4 separate regions of the Mus musculus genome follow, and regions 2, 3 and 4 are each linked to region 1. Evidence: chromatin contacts called from public HiChIP or PLAC-seq and promoter capture Hi-C data. All regions are on one chromosome and are shown on one strand. Each heading gives the region's core, a stretch centred on a gene start, on an enhancer-like site or on the middle of the called end of the contact. The rest is flanking DNA. Distances are from core to core; before and after follow the strand shown. Region 1 holds the start of Eipr1 (EARP complex and GARP complex interacting protein 1). Region 2 overlaps Myt1l (myelin transcription factor 1-like). Region 3 overlaps Myt1l (myelin transcription factor 1-like). Region 4 overlaps Myt1l (myelin transcription factor 1-like).

Region 1 (4,501 bases), core at 45-2,544:
GTCCATAGACAGGCCCCTCTGAGATAAATTGGAACATCTCCCAGTAACTTCCATTTGTACTTAGGCTTCCAAAGGAACACTAAAAATTGACTCTGAACATATTCCACACATTTCTTCTCATTTTGCAAGTAAATACACTGATACCCCAGATGAGTGAAACACCCTCAACAAGCTCAGTAGCAGTATCTAGGCATAGCCTCACTCTGTCCTGCATTGTCTGACCTTAGCCCTACCATATGATACCTCTATGCATCCATAGCCTCATTCTTTATCTGTATAGTGGGTATTCAGAATCACCTGCAGAAAGCTGAGTTTCTCCTCCCATCAGAAGTGAAGGACAACCCCACAAAGCAATCATTACAAATTTGTGTTCAAGAGCACACAATGTCCAAGGATTTTATTTTTATGGAAGGATCACAAAAGAAAGGAGTGAGGACAATGAGGCTACACTGGATTTGATCCCATCTAGATGATGTCAGATGTAATTCCCAGGACAACAAAGAATAGACAAGAATATTCTTGTAGGAATAGAGGAGTGTAGAATAGTCGTCCTGATTCCTAGCATGGGAGTTCTGGATACCCAGGAAGGCGCTGAGAATGGCAGAAGTCTCCAGTGAGCTCTTAGCAAATCATGGTCCAGGTCTGAAGAACTCCCTGGGAGATGGAAACCCTCATCCCACTATTGACTCGAATCTGTAACGAGTTTAGTAGCTATTGAAATAAAAAGTTCATAAGGAAAAAGGCAAGTATATTTCCAACCTGAGTGAGCAAAATGCTTCATAACAGACCAGCCAGCCAGCAACTCCCCTCCCCACGAAGTCCCTCTTTAATGCTCTTGTACTGAGCAGTATCCAACACACAACTCAATGGTCAATAATTGCTACTCAAGACCCCAGAAGTGCGAGTGTAATCAAGTCACCTGCGAGGCCGAGTGCTCACCCTCTGCTGTCTATGCCAGCCCTGGCCCTCACTTGGCCACACTCCCTGCGCGTACCCTCTCCCCAAATCCGGGCCTTGAAGCCCAGAATCCTTGGAACCAGACTGAGTGTGGGCGCTCTCTGGTGAGGGCCAGGCACAGGCGGCACCTCACCGACTCCGCCATGCTCACCTGGAATTCCAGCCCGTAAATCACCGGGGCGTCGTCTTCCATGATACTCTGCCTACCCAGCTACTCACGCCTCAGAGCTCGAGTCCCCCCTCACCAGGGATCGCTCAGAACCCATTCATTCCCCGCCTGAAAAATGGACTACGAGACCCAGACCGGCTCCCTGACGGCTCACTTCCTGTTTTCTTCGTCGCGTCATCAATACGCTCCTCCCCGGTGGCCAATGGCAGCTGGGCCTTTATTCTGCGCATGCTCATTTGGCCTTTCATGAGACCCAGCAGCTACAGGAGATCCTGGGTTGGAAGGCCGGGCCCGGAGCAAAAGCAGCGGGAATGGACGTCCATCAGGGCGGCGCTCTTATCCTGCGCTGCTCCCTCAAGTTCCAAAGATCTGAGCCCTAAAGAGAACAGTTAACTTGGCATTATGGTTGGCAGAGCTTTACTCCTAAACCGTGGTCCTGAGCACCAGAGCACTGCCCAACCCACTGCCAGGACCTTCGATCCAGCCTCAGAAGCAGGCTCTTAGATGTCCATTTAAAGATAAGATGCTGCAAGCTTGAGTCAAGACTGTGGTGATGGTGTAAGTGGGCAGTGACATACAGCGAGCGGTGTGCACTTCACGTAACCACCCAGTCCTGCACAGAGACACAACTAAGCCCACGATCTAAACTGTCCAGAGCTCTCAGAGACAGAAGGCTCTAGGACCTGGCATGGAAAATACTGCAAGAATGCACCATAGGAAATGAACTGTCTTGGTTCTATGAAGTTCTGGATCTCCACACGCGTTTCTTCTGTGTTTTGACTTTGCCATTATCTCTTGACTGACCTTCATGACAGCAGTTTCTGTGATGCTACCATTAGCCCCCTTAGTAGTCATCCATTGCCCACCTTTGTCTTACCTTGACTTTCTGATAAAACCTCTGGCAACTAGCTTCCACCGATCCCAAAGCTATGAAAGTCATGAGATAGCACCTGAGACCTACCCACCTACCCACTGCTTCCGAAGTGTGCTTAAGAAGTAGGTATTTTTGGTTGTTACTGTAAAACTTCATCAAATTGTTATCATGTAGGGCAGAATCTACGGTGACCTGAATCTATGTTCCCAAGCTATAGTCACTCACAGAATAAATTCTTCTTCCCTTTGAGATGAGAGCTGTGTTTTTACGTTGTCATAGAAATGTGACACAGAAAATCAAGAAAGCAAGGTTCTTGACTTGAGGACGATTCTCAACCAACCATGAGTTCAGCAAGCAAGGCTGACTCTTGACTCCTTAATTCCTCCCCGCAACTTTACGGATGTTAGCACACACTGCCACAGACACAAGGGGGGAAACGTGGAGAATCAACTAGCACAAAGATAAAATCCTAGGAAAAAACATCCTTGGTTGGTGACAGGCCCAAGGACAGACGATTTTCTTCAATCTCCAGGACCATCCTTGTCCCCTACCCAGTTTGGCCTTAGGCCCCGCCCACAGCTCTTGAGCCGGATATGCGCCCGGCTTCCAGTGGAGAGCTTAGCGGCTCCCAAACTGAGCATGTGCGGAAGTCGGGTCTCCGCGGCCAGCACACGCAGACGCACAAACGCGCGGGACCTTGGATCTTGAGTTTACTTCCGGTCTTCCGTCATCTCTTCGGACCCTTTTCGCCTGTGGGTGACCCGACCTCAGGGGCGGGTGGCAGGTGAGGAGCGGGTCGCAGTGAGGAGGGTCGCCGGTACCCTTGACCTTCCCACAGAGGGCGGCGTCCTCGCGTAATCAACCGCTCTCGGCCACGCAGAGTAGCCCCACGAGGGGCTGGCTCCTTCGGGCTTTAGCCAATTCTGTGTGCTCCCTGTGGTTTTGGACAAGGTACACACCCTCCTGACCTCGGTTTTATGTGTATAAAGTGCGGGTTCGTTAGCATGCTTAGAAGGTGCCCGTGTTACATCACCAGTGTTCGAGCTATGTTTTTGGTTTGCCCCAACTTTTGCTCCTGTCGACCTCGGTGTGTCATAGCCCCACAATAAATGAAGCACTGCAGTAAGCCAGAGTCGGGGTTAAGAGATAGAGGATGGGGTGCCATAGACATAACCTGACCACTGACGAATGAGTAGTGTTGTGTGGGAAAAGTGATTCCTTCCTGTAAGCATTCGGGAGATTGTGATGTGGAATATTTTAAGTTTGAGGTCAGTCTGGGCTAAATAGGGAGACACCCCAACCCCCTCAAAAGAAAGAAAGAATGAATAGAGTCTAAAAACTAAAACAAGGGTTGACAGGATGGCTCAGTGTCTGTCACCATTCCTGATAATCTGAGCTGCATCCACAGGACCCACACGATGGAAGAAGAGTTGTTCTTCCACATGATTGTCTTCTGACCATAAATAGACAAATGAATAAATACAGTAAGACGAGGTGTTGGTGCTGAGCCTGTATCATTTGAGAAGTAGAGGCAGGATGTTCAGGAGTTCAAAGTCGTCTTAGGCTATATAACAAATTTAAGGCCAGCTTAGGTTACCTACGACCTTGATTTATAAAAACAAACTCTCACACATATTAAAAAGCTAAATAAATGTTAAAAAAAAAAAAGTATCAGCCAGCCAGTGTGTGGTGAAATCGGAGTGTGTGTATGCTGTTGCAGGAAGGAACTGCAGGTCTGTGATTGCTCTTGGCAGTGGTGGTCCTTTTCTCTGAGCGCTCAGGAGGCACAGGCAGACTGATCTCTGAGTTCGAGGGTAGCCTGATCTACAGAGTGAGTTCCAGGACAGCCAGGGCTACTTGGAGAAACTCTCTCTTTAAAAACAAATAAGTGGTCGGGCAGTGTTGGTGCATGCCTTTAATCCCAGCAATTGGGAGTCAAAGGCAAGCAGTTTTCTGAGTTCAAGGCCAGCCTGATCTACAGAGAGAGTTCCAGGACAGGCTATACAGAGAAACCCTGTCGGGGGGCGGGGGGGAAGAGAGAGAGAGAGAGAGATCAAAGTGGTCCTTGATACATAGCAACAGTTAAGTTTACTGTGGCTTTGGGTACATAAGACCCAGTCTCAAAAGAAAAATTTGATGGCCATGATCTAGCACATTGATTTCTGGGCATTGAAATAGGAATTTGCTGTACCAAAGAATTGAAATTAGAGTCTCAAAGACGCACACACACAGACACACATCCTGTTCACAGAAGCACTGTGCACGATTGCTCGAGGCTAGAAGGAACCCAAGCATCCATTTGACAAGTAAATGGATGCGCTAACTGGCGCACGCCTGCAGTGCTGTGTTGTTACTCACCTGTCCAAGGGAAGGAAAGCCCATTGGTGCTGCGGCATGGGTGTCCTGCCGTGAGGAATGGACTGTGGTGGCTGTGCGTTCCAGTTCAGAGGACTTGGCGCTCAGGAAGCAAAGAGGGCAAATAGCACAGAGCAGGCTGGGGC
Region 2 (4,182 bases), core at 1,622-4,121, 1.1 Mb before region 1:
ACCAAAACTATGGTGAACCACGTTAGTGGTTAGTGTTGGCTCACGGTCTATCTACAAAGGCCAATCACAGATGACAAACTTTTCCTTGCTCAAACCTGGAAATCCTGCCCGTACCTCAGTGGGAAATACTGCCGGTTCGTCATCCTGAAACACTGCTGCTGCACCCAACTGGGAGACAGCCCAGCCCTGGATGCCCAGCCTGCTCCTGGGCGGACTCACTACCTGCCCTCGGCCGGACTCACTGCCTCTCCTCAGCTGGGAACACGACCTGGGTCTTAGCCGGATGTACGGCCTGACTACCGGAAACACTGCCTGTTCCCCCCGGAAACACGGCCGCAGTCAGCCTACTGGAGACAAGGCTTATCAGCCCGAATGCAGCCTGGTCTCAGCTTGAGGTGGGGAAAACCTCAGCGCGCACCTGACTGGGAAGTCCTTCGTGGACTTCCGGTGTGTGAAATGGAAGCTGTTGGGTGGGCTGGGGCGGCCACCGCAGTGAGGGTTTGTGGGAGGTCAGAGCGCGAAGGACGTCCTCTCTGGGACCAGGATGGGGGTCCTTGAGGCTCGGCCTGCATGTGTTTGTCTGACTTCCACAGCCTCTCTAATTCATGGAAAACATATTTAGGAAATATAAAAACTGCTAAAAGAGACGATAACCCAGAATTCTTTCAGATTTAAAACTGTTGAAATTTTGGTATAATTTTTTAGTACTTAAAAAAAGTGATATAATTTGCCCCTGATTTCACATGGCACTTGCCATTTCTTTTAGTTGCTTATGTTGTTTTGTTTGTTTTGATTTTTTGAGACAGGGTTTCTCTGTGTAGCCCAGGCTGTACTGGAACTCACCCTGTAGACCAGGCTGGCTTCAAACTCAGAAATCTGCCTGCCTCTGCCTCCCAAGTGCTGGTATTAAAGGCGTGCGCCACCATTGCCTGGCTTATTTGCTTATGTTTTAAAAGCACCTTTTCTGGTGTGGTATTAGAATAAGAATGTGACATTGCTGAGCTATTTTCCTTCACAATTTCCCACATTTCCTTTGGCTAAGGACTCTGCTTCCTTAAACATCCTTGGGAATTGCGGGAATCCTCCACTGATTAGTGGACTGAGAGGTGGGGAAGAAGTTGGACAACTTGTTTAGTATTCAGTCATATCTGCAAAGGGATAGTGGCAGTAAATAGGAAACTGAGAGGCAGACAAGAGGTTCACCTAAGTTCTCATCATAATGCAGAGAATATCAAAAGTCAGAGAAGGATTATCTTGGAAAAGAGGGATTATAGCTACATTTAGTTTTTTATTTTTGTTTAAATATATAAAAATTCCTATACACTTTTTAACTTTCTCAAAGGAGAAAGGAAATTTAATTAATTGCAAAAAAAAAATACTAAATGAGGACCAAAATGTGTCTATCTCTTGCCTAGTAATTTTCTCTAAGTAACTTATCCCAAAGAAATACCTATAGTAGAAGCCAAATGCTGTATCTATGGGAAACTATTCATCATTACTCTTTAGAGACAGCCCGTATGCCTCTGAGCTAGCACAGAGTTATGACTGTGGTACAACATCCACGGAACTGGGTATATTCAAATGAGAACATGACGATGATAGCATTTTATGGGGAGACATTGTCACGAGAGTAAGAAAGCAGAAATACACGGACTGTCACAGACTTCATGAGATGTGTGTGAAGTCTGTGAGGAACGTAGATGTCGTCTTCTACCTATAAACATCTTCCTGATTTTGGAAAACGGGGTTCAGTCTTGCTCCTCGGCACTTTTCCACTTTAACCTGCAGTGCTAAGTCAGGTAGTCGTGAGCCCCTGTGCTCTGTCTTGCCTGTCAAGCGGCAGTGATGCCACCTACTTCCACCCACATCTCAGGGTGTGTGAGGATAAGGGGTGATGACAGCTTTGATGGCTTTTCATACAGAAAACTTCCAAGCACAGGGAATGTGGCATTTGTCATTCCTGCATTTTTAAAAAGGCCCCGTGCCACCCATAAGCAGGTGCTGTACTTTGCTTCAAACTGGGATAAAATTATAATGGGCTACTAACATTACTGATTTCTAAAACTTCTATTTTAGTTAGCATTCATAGAATTATGAATTGTCAGGACTACAAATCATAGAACTCCATCCAGTTCTCTGACTGCTGAAGTCATGCTGAGCCACTGGAGTTACACTGACCACCAGACTTCTACATACTCTCTCAGGATTGAGGGCACAGGACTCAGCTTCTAATCTGGCATAGCTTCCTTCCCTCCTTCAAGAACACATCTACTCCATGGAGCATCTCCAACACTCTCTCTGCTCTGTGTCAGGATAGATTCTGAGAGAAATCCCTTGATGACACACTTCGGCTGAGTACCTGAGGACTCGGTCTGAGGCCTGGTTGGATTTGGACACATCACAGCTCTGGTGTTTCTCTTGGGCCTTTGCCAGTTTTTCTGCAGCAGCAATGGGGCATCCAGAGAGGCTACAATGACAGAAGATAGATTTAACTGAATGGTCTCAAATGGCTTGCCACACACTGATAACATTCACCATGTTCTGTCCTTCATCCAGCTAAGATGACCCTGAGGTAGATGGAGGTAGGAGAATTTCCCAGCCTGCCTGGTACTATATATTTCCTGGGCTCTGGCATATAGCTCTTATGACAGACAGCACCAGGCCTGTCCGATGAGTATGCCAAATTCCAGGAAGCAAATACAACACAGGCTGGTTAAACTTTCAGGCAGAAATGCTGGAGTGCTGGCCATTTCTGCAGGTCAGGCAGTAGCAGCTAGAGAAGGAGTTTTTGAGACTCAAGAGTGGCAGTTAGTTGGCTATACCAGAAGGTGGCACTCTGAGCTGATACCAGAGGTATCTATCTATAAGGCTTCAGGGATTCTGACTTGAGCTCACCAAAGGAGGGGCAAAGAAAGGGAGGTACAGCAGGAATACCTCCAGGACTTCAGGCAAATGTGATTCTTAACTAGTGCAGCAGGATCAGGATGGCAGAGGGAACACTGAGGCCTCTTTGTTTGAGCTGCTTCCACAGGAAGTCATAGTATCTGCATGCTTGCCTCCGTGTGTTCTAGCTCCGTGTGTGTGGCCATCCATGTGTACACGTGTGTTGATGGCAGAAAAAGGAACTGACACTGTGGGCTCTGCACAGCACTCAGCCGGGATCTCCTGCATCGCTGCCAGCTCCTGCAGACTCAGTACCAGAGACCTTCTGCAGGGCATAGAGCTGTGGTCTGTTTTATTATAAACTTGACACTGGTAACCAAGCTTCTTGTTGTGACTAACCAGTGAGGTAAAAATTAAGAGAGCTTTTACAGCTTCCTTCCCCCATTTAAGAAGAAATCTAAGCTGTGGCAAGACAGATCTAACCGAGTTACATTTTGCTACTGCAAAAGAAGTGATCTGCTATCACCTAGATTTTGAGAGGAACTTAGTGACTCTTATAATGTCTGAAGAGGATGGGGAAGAAAGCTGGAACACTATCAAGAGTACAATTCTGACAGTGTATATTTTCAGCAGTAGTCCAGTTAAAGCCATTGACCTGGAGCCGCGTCCTCACTGGTGTACCCCTGCCAGATGCGTTTGGACATCTGCTCATATTTTAATGATGTTGATGCTGATGGCCAGGGGACTCATCAAATTCAAGAGCAGCCAAGTTAGTCCTCTGTATTTGCCCTGCTGGGTTCTAGTTCACAACCCTGAATGGTAAGTGACAGACAGCCTCTCCTATGAGAGAAGGTTAGAGAAACTTGCTGGATTCCTTCTGGTCTCTTTCATTGTAAGTGGCTATGGGTTCCATCTTAGATGCTGTACTGAGTAGGTGACTTTGTGAGGGAACAGTGCTCTATTATACTAGAGGAGGCAACATAACTGAAGAAATTAAGTCTTCAAAAACGGGCAATTGACCCTTTGACATTTCTGTACGTGCTATGACCAACTCTCCAGGAGCAATGTGTGAGGTCTGCCGCTCTCCTTTGGAAGGGAGGGGCTGCATAGCAGTAAAGAGCTACCATGGGGAAGGGCTGTGGGTGGCTTCTTCTAGCATAGACCCCAGCAGAGTGTGGCTTACCTTCTGTGCGAGTTCCTGTTGCTATTCACATGCCCTCGCCCTGTGCAGCCTGGAGTGGGACACTTGAGAACATTTTCATGCATGGCAAGAACTTGACAAAGGAGAGGCAAAAAAAC
Region 3 (4,363 bases), core at 1,633-4,132, 1.0 Mb before region 1:
CATGAAGCAGTGAAAGTAGCTATATAAAAATGGGAGGTGTGTCCAGAATACCTTTTAGGTCTCAGTGTATGGGGTTGGCCCTGCAGGACCTGAGGTAGCAAGGAGTGGCTGACCCTGGAAAAGTGCTTGTTCCATGTCCTGTGTCTTCCTGAAAATTGTTGCCCTCTCCTCCCCCTCTCAGTCACTGGCAGTCAAAGTCACCATCCTGGTCACTAGTGTATGTGTCTTTCTTGGGGTGGTGATACTGGGTAGGGATGCCGGGGCAGACTGGGGACCCTGGGTGTGCTGTACATTTTGTGGATATCAAAGCAGGGTATTCACCCCATTTGTACAGGGTTGCTATTCATAGTTGAGCTGTGATTTCTTGTTGTATATATATCAGGGAGTTAGGACTTGAATCTTCATTCTCTGTTAAATCTCAGATGAGATCAGGACTGGGTGGATGGTGAGGTAGCCTGGGTGGGCCTTTGTCAGGGCATCCTACTTGGTGGCTTTGGTTTGAATTTGTTCACACTGAGAACCTTATGAACCTTATTAGCTGCCTTCTCTTTTCTACATCTCCATTTCTTTTTCTACAGAGGCGGTTTGGTCAACCATGGTTGTCATTTTGTTCTTATGGACAAACTCAGAGCAACAGAATCCTTGGGACACTGAAGCTCAGATGGTTGAGCCCTACCCACAGTTTCAGATACAGCAGATCTTGATAGGACCTAGAGGTTGCCTTTTCAGAGTTTCTGGGCCATGCATCCATTTGCCAAACATCAAGAATACATGAGGGTGGGTTCACGTTTGCATCTGTGTTATCAGGTGGGTTAATGATGGATCTTATAAGCTCCTGTGTGCACCTGACAATATCTAAAGCTACACAGAATACTGAAGTCTCACTGGATGAAGGTAGTGCCACAGCCAGGAAGTGTTGCTTCCTTTTAAGATTGTTGTTTTTTCTTTCTTTCTAACTTTAGTTTGTTTTCTTATATATTTCTGGTTGTGAGTCTATCCCTTAATGCTAAGCCATCTCTCCTGCCAGAAGTTTGTTTTCTAACCATAATTTCGTACAAAAATTTGGACACACTGGTCTATGTAAGGCAGTGGGGAGCCCAGAGAATACATAACAGGTCTTTGAGAGTTAAGAGTCTAGGTGGCACCTCCAGTTACTCCTCCATTTCCTCAGTGTGAATATAAATGATGACAGTTGCATTACAGATGCATGGATGGAAAGAACAAGAGTCAGCACTGCTAATACGAGGTTCTGTGAAAGTCTCCAGTGTGTGTAATTGCTTGTACGTGGCTTTCCCTCCACTTGGGTGCACTGTGGTGGGGAGGTGTTCACGCCTTTAAGATGATGGGCCTTATAGGAAAAGCATTATCAGGGGGATACAACCACTCAGGACAAGGCCCTTGGCACCTGGCCTTGGGTTTGGAGAACTTGAGCTGCTGAGTCCCCTTCAGCCTCTGCTTTCCTGCCTACTAGAGTCAGGTCTCCATTTCAGGCTCCCACATACAAGGTCAATCACCAAGTCCAGCCTGGGGCATTTTGTAGCAGCAACATGAAATGGACTGGATACTGATGGGAAATGCTGAATGTACCAGTCATGGAGCAGTCTTCCAAGTCATCTTAAATCAGCCCCTCTGGAAGCCTGAATTCTTCCACCTCCCTATACCTCATCTCTATCTCCCCGCCTCTCTAATACATAGGGACACACATCCCTGAGAAGATGTTCCCAGCAGCATCTTCTGAATGCAGCCTCCAACCCAGCCCTCAGAGTCACACTGCCAACCATAAGAAAGCCATTGTCAGCAGATACCACCTCTTAGGTGAGAACTGGCTGGAGTCACAATACTGAGGATCTGAAGGATCCTGTTCCTTACTGCACAGCCGGGCCAGCACCGCTGGCACCTGCCTACAAGCAAGCTACTACCTCCATAGATGTCATCTCTGGGCATATGGAGATATGAGAAATAGCTGCTGTTTCCCATAACTCCTTCACAGATGAGTTTAAGAGTGAATCATGGACGTTTTGGTGGGTCAGCACCAGCCACACTACATATCCATTTCTGGTGTACACTCTGCTCATGTTCCAAAGTGGTTATGTTCATATGTATCTGGTCATCAAGCAAGCTGTCAGGATGAGGTTAATTGCTAAATCCAGACTTGACCTATTCATATCAAAGCCCTTAGAGCCAGAACATGACTTCCTCTCTTTGAAATTAGAATTATTAGAATAAGTATATATATATATATATATATGTATATACATACACATATATATATATGTATATTCCATTGGCCAAACATAAAGAATACATATAAACATATTATGAATATGTTTTTTTTTGTGAATCAAATCCACTGAGTCATGGGGGATGCAGGGGCCCGATGTGTGGCAGACAGCAGCAGACTTTTTTATTATTATTATTTTTATTTATTTATCTATTCTATTCTATTGTATTTATTTATTTTAGGAAAAATGGCCCAGAGACTTTTTAAAATAAAGGATTTACTGTAATAATAAAGGTTAACTGCTACCACAGTCCAAAATGATGGTGCCCAAATGTATCTGCACACATACAGCTCCTAGTACGGACCCAGAGTAGCAGTGATCAGGGACAGCTACTTCACCCAGATAAATCCCTAGGTCTCGACATTTTTTTCTCTTTGCACTGCTGTGGTCTGCTCTCAAATTAATGTTAAAATATGTATGCCCTGACTCGTGATTTACAGAATTGGTGACAAACAGTAAAAAGGACAGGCATGCCATAAAGCTTATGGATGAGGTGACGGCAGGCACAATGATGCCTCATAAAGATCGGAGGGGAGTAAACACAGATAGGCTGGCTAGGTGGCTGTGTGCTCTGAATCCCTTATAAACATCCCATGGCGCGCCCTGCTGCAAGGCAGCCCCGTCGTTAATTAGAACATCCGGCAGACGCTGCAATGTATCCATGCACCCAAGTGGATCTTCATTTTTCACATGCGGGGCCTTACTAATTAAAATCAGCTTTGCAATTAAACGTGGAAAATTGTGTTAAACTTTCAAGCGTGGTTGGGAAAAAATGCAATTATTTTTAGGGTGTTTTATTTCAATGCAAATGAAATTTCTATCTACATGAAGCCAGGGAAAGCAAAGAGGATGGCATAGGGGCTCTCTCTGTTCCTTCTCCCTTTTCTTTCTTCCCCCCCCCCCTTTTTTTTGGATTATGGATGCTCCTCTCAGTTGCAAGCTGCACTGCTCCCCTATCTCTCAGCCAGTACCTGGCTGGGTTCCAAAGCTTTTAGTGAGTGCTCTCTGTCAAGGCATGAATAATATCACCCCGAGGCTGTTGGCAGAATCCAAATGAGGCGTGCATACATCAGGAAGCCAGCCCTCCACTTTAGCTCCCAAGCAAGCTCCTGTGTAGACAGGCAATTATTCACCCACCGGCTGCCCTGGCAATCACGCTGGTGGGTGGAAAGGTGCATGAAATGGAAGAGAATTTGAACAAGGAGTACGCACAACAAGCTAGCGAGGATCCAGTAATTTCCTAATAAAAAAAAAGAAAAGCTACCATTTGAAGCTTGTAAATTTAAAAATGGGAACTGAAAGATTTAGCTCAGTGTTTGCTAAATTGGTGAGGGCTGAGATATAGCTGTTCTCATCCCCTAACTTCAGGGTGCTTGTGAAGTGCTCAGAGACGGCAAGCCTAAGTTATGCTTAACGTATTAGTTAAGCAAGAACCCATGCTTCACTAATGACTCATGTAAACAATATCTCAGTAAAGAGTTCAGTGTAAATGAAATTGGTTAACTCTCAAATCAGTCCAGAAGGCTCATGAAACACACAGGTAGCAAATATGTCCAGGCCGTGAGCCCCTTATTCTCCACCCCTGGGGATGTGGGAAGCTTTTATAGAAATCAGTTATGCACAAGCAAATCTAATTCATTTCAAGAATATACACATAACGTTTTTGTGAATAAAGTTAAATTCCAGTTCTTACATAGTATTTAAACCAACCTGTATTAAATATTATTTCAAAATTTTGTTGGGAAAATTAAAACAATGTTAATAAAAATAAAGTAGCAGGGATTTTTAAGGATGAAAATAGATTTCTGTGGGAACTTTTGGACATTTGGCTTCATAGCTCATGTCTCAGGGATGGTTCATAAACACTCCAGATGAATGATGGCGTTTGCTGATGAGGCATTTGGGCCACACCCACACCGTCAAGGCTGGCAATTGTTTCTTTCACTTGTTTGCCATCCAGCCAGAAAGAACCAGCTTTCAGCTTTCGGAAGGACACCTGAAATGTCCAGAGACAGGTTCCACCCTGTGCCTGTGCAATGCTAGGGTCTTCTGAAGCCTATGAAGGGCCATCTACACTTGCA
Region 4 (4,198 bases), core at 452-2,951, 1.2 Mb before region 1:
CTTGGGGGACAACAGGGCTGGGGTCGTTCAGTGGGTACAGGAGAGAATTCCCGAGGCTTCAGAAACAGACACTCCACTGTTTCTAATTTCCCAGGCCTTCCTCTCCTCCCCTCCCCTCCCCTCCCCTCCGCCCTCCCCTCTTCCTGGATTTCAGCTTGGAAAGGTTGCAATTTCTAATGGTTTATTGTTTAATCTAACACTATGTGTCATTGTGAGGATATCTAGAGTGACCAATATCTACCTCTGTTGATTTCAGCAGAGGTGAGGGACAAGTTTGCTGGCAGACTTTGAGAAAAGACAGGTTCCCAGGGAGAGAACTTAGCCTGAGGCTGCAGGGTCAGTAGCCTGGATGACTGTACCAAGCTTCCCATCACAGGTGCAGGAACCCTTTCTTGCCTGGGTCCCATCCGTATCTCCTAGGGGAGGATTTCTCGGAGAAAGCATGAGGGAGCTTTAGTCACTTCCTGGTTTCTCAACAAGGTCTTCCCTTGACATGCTCAGGATCTCCACCCTGTGAACTTTTTTTGCTTGCTTTCTTTGGTAATATTCTTTCTTTCATTTTCTCAGATTTCTGGTTTTTTTATAGTCCCTTCCCCAGGAACTCTTTAGTGGTTTTTACTAACGCTCTGGAACCATTCATTCTTCTGAAATATAGTTATGCCATTTTGTTATCTCTTTACAATTTATGCCTTCAATTTGGCATCTTAACTTTACACGTAATCCTTCCTTTGTACTTAGGTCTTAAAGATAAATCTACTCTCTGTCCCCTTGGGTTATAAATATAATAGACTTTAATACCCTTTCCATCTTTCCTGCCTGATGACAAATGATAAGCTTAACAAGATTTCTCTTGCTTCCATGGTATTTCTGGGTGTTGTGTGGTTGGTTTATTTGTTTTCTATTCCCCTCTCCTTTCTGGGTTGGTTTGCTTCAGCTTCTGTCAAGAACTGGAGCACTCTCCTTAACTGGCTGTGGTGCTTGGCTCTGGTTACCTCTAATAGGTGCCAGTGACCATCAGCATTTTTTGCCTGGCTGCTGGCTCTAGTGGGGAGCCAGGCTCCTTTTCCTGAGAACTGGACTTGGCAGACTGCAGATTCATAGGAGTGGTCAGCTGGAATCTGAGGCCAAGAAGGAGGTAGGGCCTCTCCACTGTAACTCTTGGACCTGCTTTCTGTAGAAATTGCCTGTCTGCAGCCTACAGAGCACTTGTTCCCAAAGTTCTCTGCTCTCGTTTTGCAAGGGTGCAGGAAGCACGTGGCCCAGCCTTCAAGAGCCCACCTGCCCTGGTAGAGTTTCAGCTGGCCTTTACCTCAACACCCTCCGAGGCATGTGGGTGTGGGAGAATGTCAGCATGTGTTCTTGTTTTCCTTCTTCTTCCATTTCTTATTTCCACATCCCCAGCTCAGCTGCTCAACAGGAGGCTGAGCCTGAACTTGTCTCATCTTTACATGTGCCAGTGTCTGTGGGTGGGACGTGTTCTCTTTCTTCACTGTGTTTTGCAGGTTCACTATGAGAATCAGCCATGTTAGGGTTATCATGAGATCCAGTGAGAACAAGTGTGTATCAGTCTTTGGAGTGTCACCAGGATTCTCAATAGAGGTGATACATAAAACTTTCTGCTGGGCAATGTGTACCTGTAACTTCCTACACTGTCCAAGTGCTTGTGTATCTCCAATCTTGACTGACAGAGCTGGTCCCTTTTAAGGGGGAGTGACTCATCAACTTAGTCGGGTACTACCTGAACACCTTGGCCTAAGTGTGGCCCTGCATGGGTTCAGGGGGTTCAGTGATCTCAGAGTCTCTTTATACAAGGCAGGCTGGTTGCTGACCATAGAGGGACGTTCAAAGTGTCAGAGGACACAGCAACAAGACTCAAAGGCCCTGAGAACAGCTCCAAGTGTTTGTACTTAAAGAACAAGAGCTTGTCTCTGGCCAGGTCTTCATCTGGGTCCTCCCAGGCTGCCCCTAACCATGACTCTCACAGGCAGCAAGAGCAGCCCCCTTTGCTTCTCTTTTTCCCTGTTCAGGCTCAGGTAGGCTTAGTATTTAGATTGCTAGATCTCCAAATAGAGGGACCTGAGATTCCAAGGGGTGAGAACTGTTTTCAACAATAGGGTCTCTAAGGATGAGATCAAGTTAGTGTGACCCTTAATACAACTTTTCCCATATCAGACAACAATTCAAGAAGAGAAGGACTTATGTGGACAAAGCTTGGGGGTCGGGGTGACAGAGCCCTTAGGACTAGAAAGGGCTGATTTCAAAGTTTCTGGTATTTCCACTCTAGTCATGGAAGGAAACTTCCCAGTGCACACTGGTACATTGGGTGGCCTTTGGAAATCAGTGCAGTCCCATCTGGTGACACATCTGGTTTCTTGCAAAGTGTTCCCATGCTCCCAGTTTCTTCTTCCTGTCTAGACATACAAGCTACTTTTGCTCCAGTGGCATTGATCCATTGAGAGTTCCCCTGTTGCAGAGACTGCTCAGGTATGGCCATAGATGGTAGGCATCAGGGAGTATGGCTCTGATGGTTGTGGGAATCATGCCGCTTTTTGAATTGATGGTAGTTATGGTAGCAGCAGTGATTGCTTTGGTGACTAACAGCACCACTACCACCACTGTACCACAGCTACAACTGCTACAGTAATAAATATTACAGCTACCACCACTGTATCATAGCTACCATAATGGCTACTGTGATAACTATACAACAGCCACTGCTGCAACAACCATCCCCACAGTCCCCACCATCACAAACACACAACCAGCATCTCCACAGCCCCTGACAACCAAAACCACAGCTCCCACGATATAGTCACCACAACAACTTCAACCCCAGGCCCTATAATAACCACAATAAGGCAAAACCCATCAAAACCACAACTTCTACATCTACCACGACCATAGCAAGAATAATCCCTACTTTGCAATAGCCACCACAACCATGACCATTGCCACTAGAATGAGTACCACAACCACTGCTACAAGCAGCACCAACACTACAAATGCCACACAGCCAAAACCACTGCTACCATAAATAGTATAAGCCAAACCACTTCCCCACAGCCCTCTCAACTATGGATGCAACAACCCTTGGAAACACTGAAGACACCTGAAACTTGCTCTCCTGTCGCCTTTTAGCCTGCCATTTGGGGAGAGAAGTGGGAGCCTGCTTTGCCACAGTTCTGGGAAAGCCAAACAAACACTCTAGAAAGACTGCAAAGGACTTAGTGCCTAGTCCAGGGCCAGGGAGAGCTGAGCAACTGTTCCAAAGAAAACATCAGTCCTACTTTTGAAAAACTTGGCTTTAGATTGTGAATCTAAACTTTACTTTCGGAGACCGTCTGCGTTTCCCTGTGGAATCACTGAGGTGACAGTAAATAAGGGAATCCGACTGAGGTGACAGTAAAAAAGAACACTTACTTTGCAGACGCTCATCCTTCGGTATTTGAGGAGACTGTTTTCAAAGATCCAACCAGACGCGGACTCACAAATACTCAGCTTCTTTTTTATCAAATGCTGGAATATTCACATGTGGCATCCCAACCTCCTTCCCACTTCTTTTTCTATGGTGCTGAGAACTGAACCTTGGGCCTTAAGCATACGGCAAGCTTTCTACCATAGAGCTATGCCTTTCACCTTAACTCTCCTCTAAGTCATTTCTATTACTCAGGATAATGCAACTGTTTCAGAGAGTGTGTGAGGGGCTGCAGAGATGGCTCAGTAGTCAGGCATTCATGCTACCCTTGCAGACAACCTGAGCTCAGTCCTCAGTACCTAGACTGTGATGCTCACAGCTACCTGAAACTCCAGGTCCAAAGAATCTGATGTCTGGACCCTATCGACTTCTGCATTCACACATGCACAGAACCCACCCTTCCCAAAACACACAGACATACACATAATAAAAAATGAAAACAAAACAAACAAACAAACAAAAAACAACAATGTAACTGCTGCGAAAACTGGTATTATACTATGCTGCTTTGAGAAGAATGAGTAGAAAAATGTATCCACACTCAGAACAAAGGCGACCTGCTGTTAGTTGAATCCTGGGATGAACACAGACAACCTGCAGTAGTTGACTCCTGGGATGGAGAAGCTGCCTGTATTCACACATGGAAAGTAGGCTCCAGGTGTTATGAAGCCTACCTGCCCCCTCCTCTATTTCTGCATCCTTCCCCTACAGGTATAGGCTGCT

The links. Promoter capture Hi-C pulls out the DNA fragments that hold promoters and counts their contacts. HiChIP or PLAC-seq counts read pairs in DNA pulled down with a chosen protein or histone mark.
Region 2: a contact with region 1 is called in an H3K4me3 HiChIP or PLAC-seq map of forebrain, with 6 times the contacts expected there. The contact joins the enhancer-like site here to the promoter of Eipr1 in region 1. A contact is called at or near these places in 7 of 39 promoter capture datasets (cranial neural crest, embryonic stem cells, frontonasal cranial neural crest and 4 more) and 3 of 115 datasets of contacts at active chromatin or transcription factors (astrocytes, embryonic midbrain and forebrain).
Region 3: a contact with region 1 is called in an H3K4me3 HiChIP or PLAC-seq map of embryonic forebrain, with 4 times the contacts expected there. The contact joins the enhancer-like site here to the promoter of Eipr1 in region 1. A contact is called at or near these places in 3 of 39 promoter capture datasets (the 3T3-L1 cell line, cranial neural crest and hippocampal neurons) and 3 of 115 datasets of contacts at active chromatin or transcription factors (astrocytes, embryonic forebrain and embryonic stem cells).
Region 4: a contact with region 1 is called in a promoter capture Hi-C map of the C10 cell line, with 7 times the contacts expected there. The contact joins the enhancer-like site here to the promoter of Eipr1 in region 1. A contact is called at or near these places in 15 of 39 promoter capture datasets (the 3T3-L1 cell line, 3T3-L1-derived adipocytes, the C10 cell line and 10 more) and 4 of 115 datasets of contacts at active chromatin or transcription factors (embryonic limb bud, embryonic stem cells, stem cell-derived neural progenitor cells and 1 more).

Annotation. Positions count from the first base shown.
Region 1 is chr12:28,748,612-28,753,112 of GRCm38.p6, reverse strand. It overlaps Eipr1 (EARP complex and GARP complex interacting protein 1), which reads right to left and starts at 1,294. Exons shown (of 9, transcript NM_201357.3): 1 at 1,109-1,294. The coding sequence starts at 1,150. Trappc12 (trafficking protein particle complex 12) reads left to right here and starts at 2,713. Exons shown (of 12, transcript NM_178811.5): 1 at 2,713-2,951.
Region 2 is chr12:29,836,325-29,840,506 of GRCm38.p6, reverse strand. It overlaps Myt1l (myelin transcription factor 1-like), which reads right to left. Exons shown (of 25, transcript NM_001093775.1): 12 at 4,067-4,157; 13 at 2,360-2,467. Among named protein-coding and RNA genes, the nearest start is that of Gm46346, 77 kb to the left of the region's middle. Within about 2 kb of position 2,871, at least 14 of the 459 cell types and tissues checked have an H3K27ac peak or open chromatin away from gene starts, as enhancers often do. A contact at or near this core is called in forebrain, where this site is marked.
Region 3 is chr12:29,788,475-29,792,837 of GRCm38.p6, reverse strand. All of the region lies in intron 8 of Myt1l (myelin transcription factor 1-like), which reads right to left. Among named protein-coding and RNA genes, the nearest start is that of C630031E19Rik, 100 kb to the right of the region's middle. Within about 2 kb of position 2,882, at least 65 of the 459 cell types and tissues checked have an H3K27ac peak or open chromatin away from gene starts, as enhancers often do. A contact at or near this core is called in embryonic forebrain, where this site is marked.
Region 4 is chr12:29,901,509-29,905,706 of GRCm38.p6, reverse strand. The region is part of intron 21 of Myt1l (myelin transcription factor 1-like); the gene reads right to left. Among named protein-coding and RNA genes, the nearest start is that of Gm46346, 12 kb to the left of the region's middle. Within about 2 kb of position 1,701, at least 7 of the 459 cell types and tissues checked have an H3K27ac peak or open chromatin away from gene starts, as enhancers often do.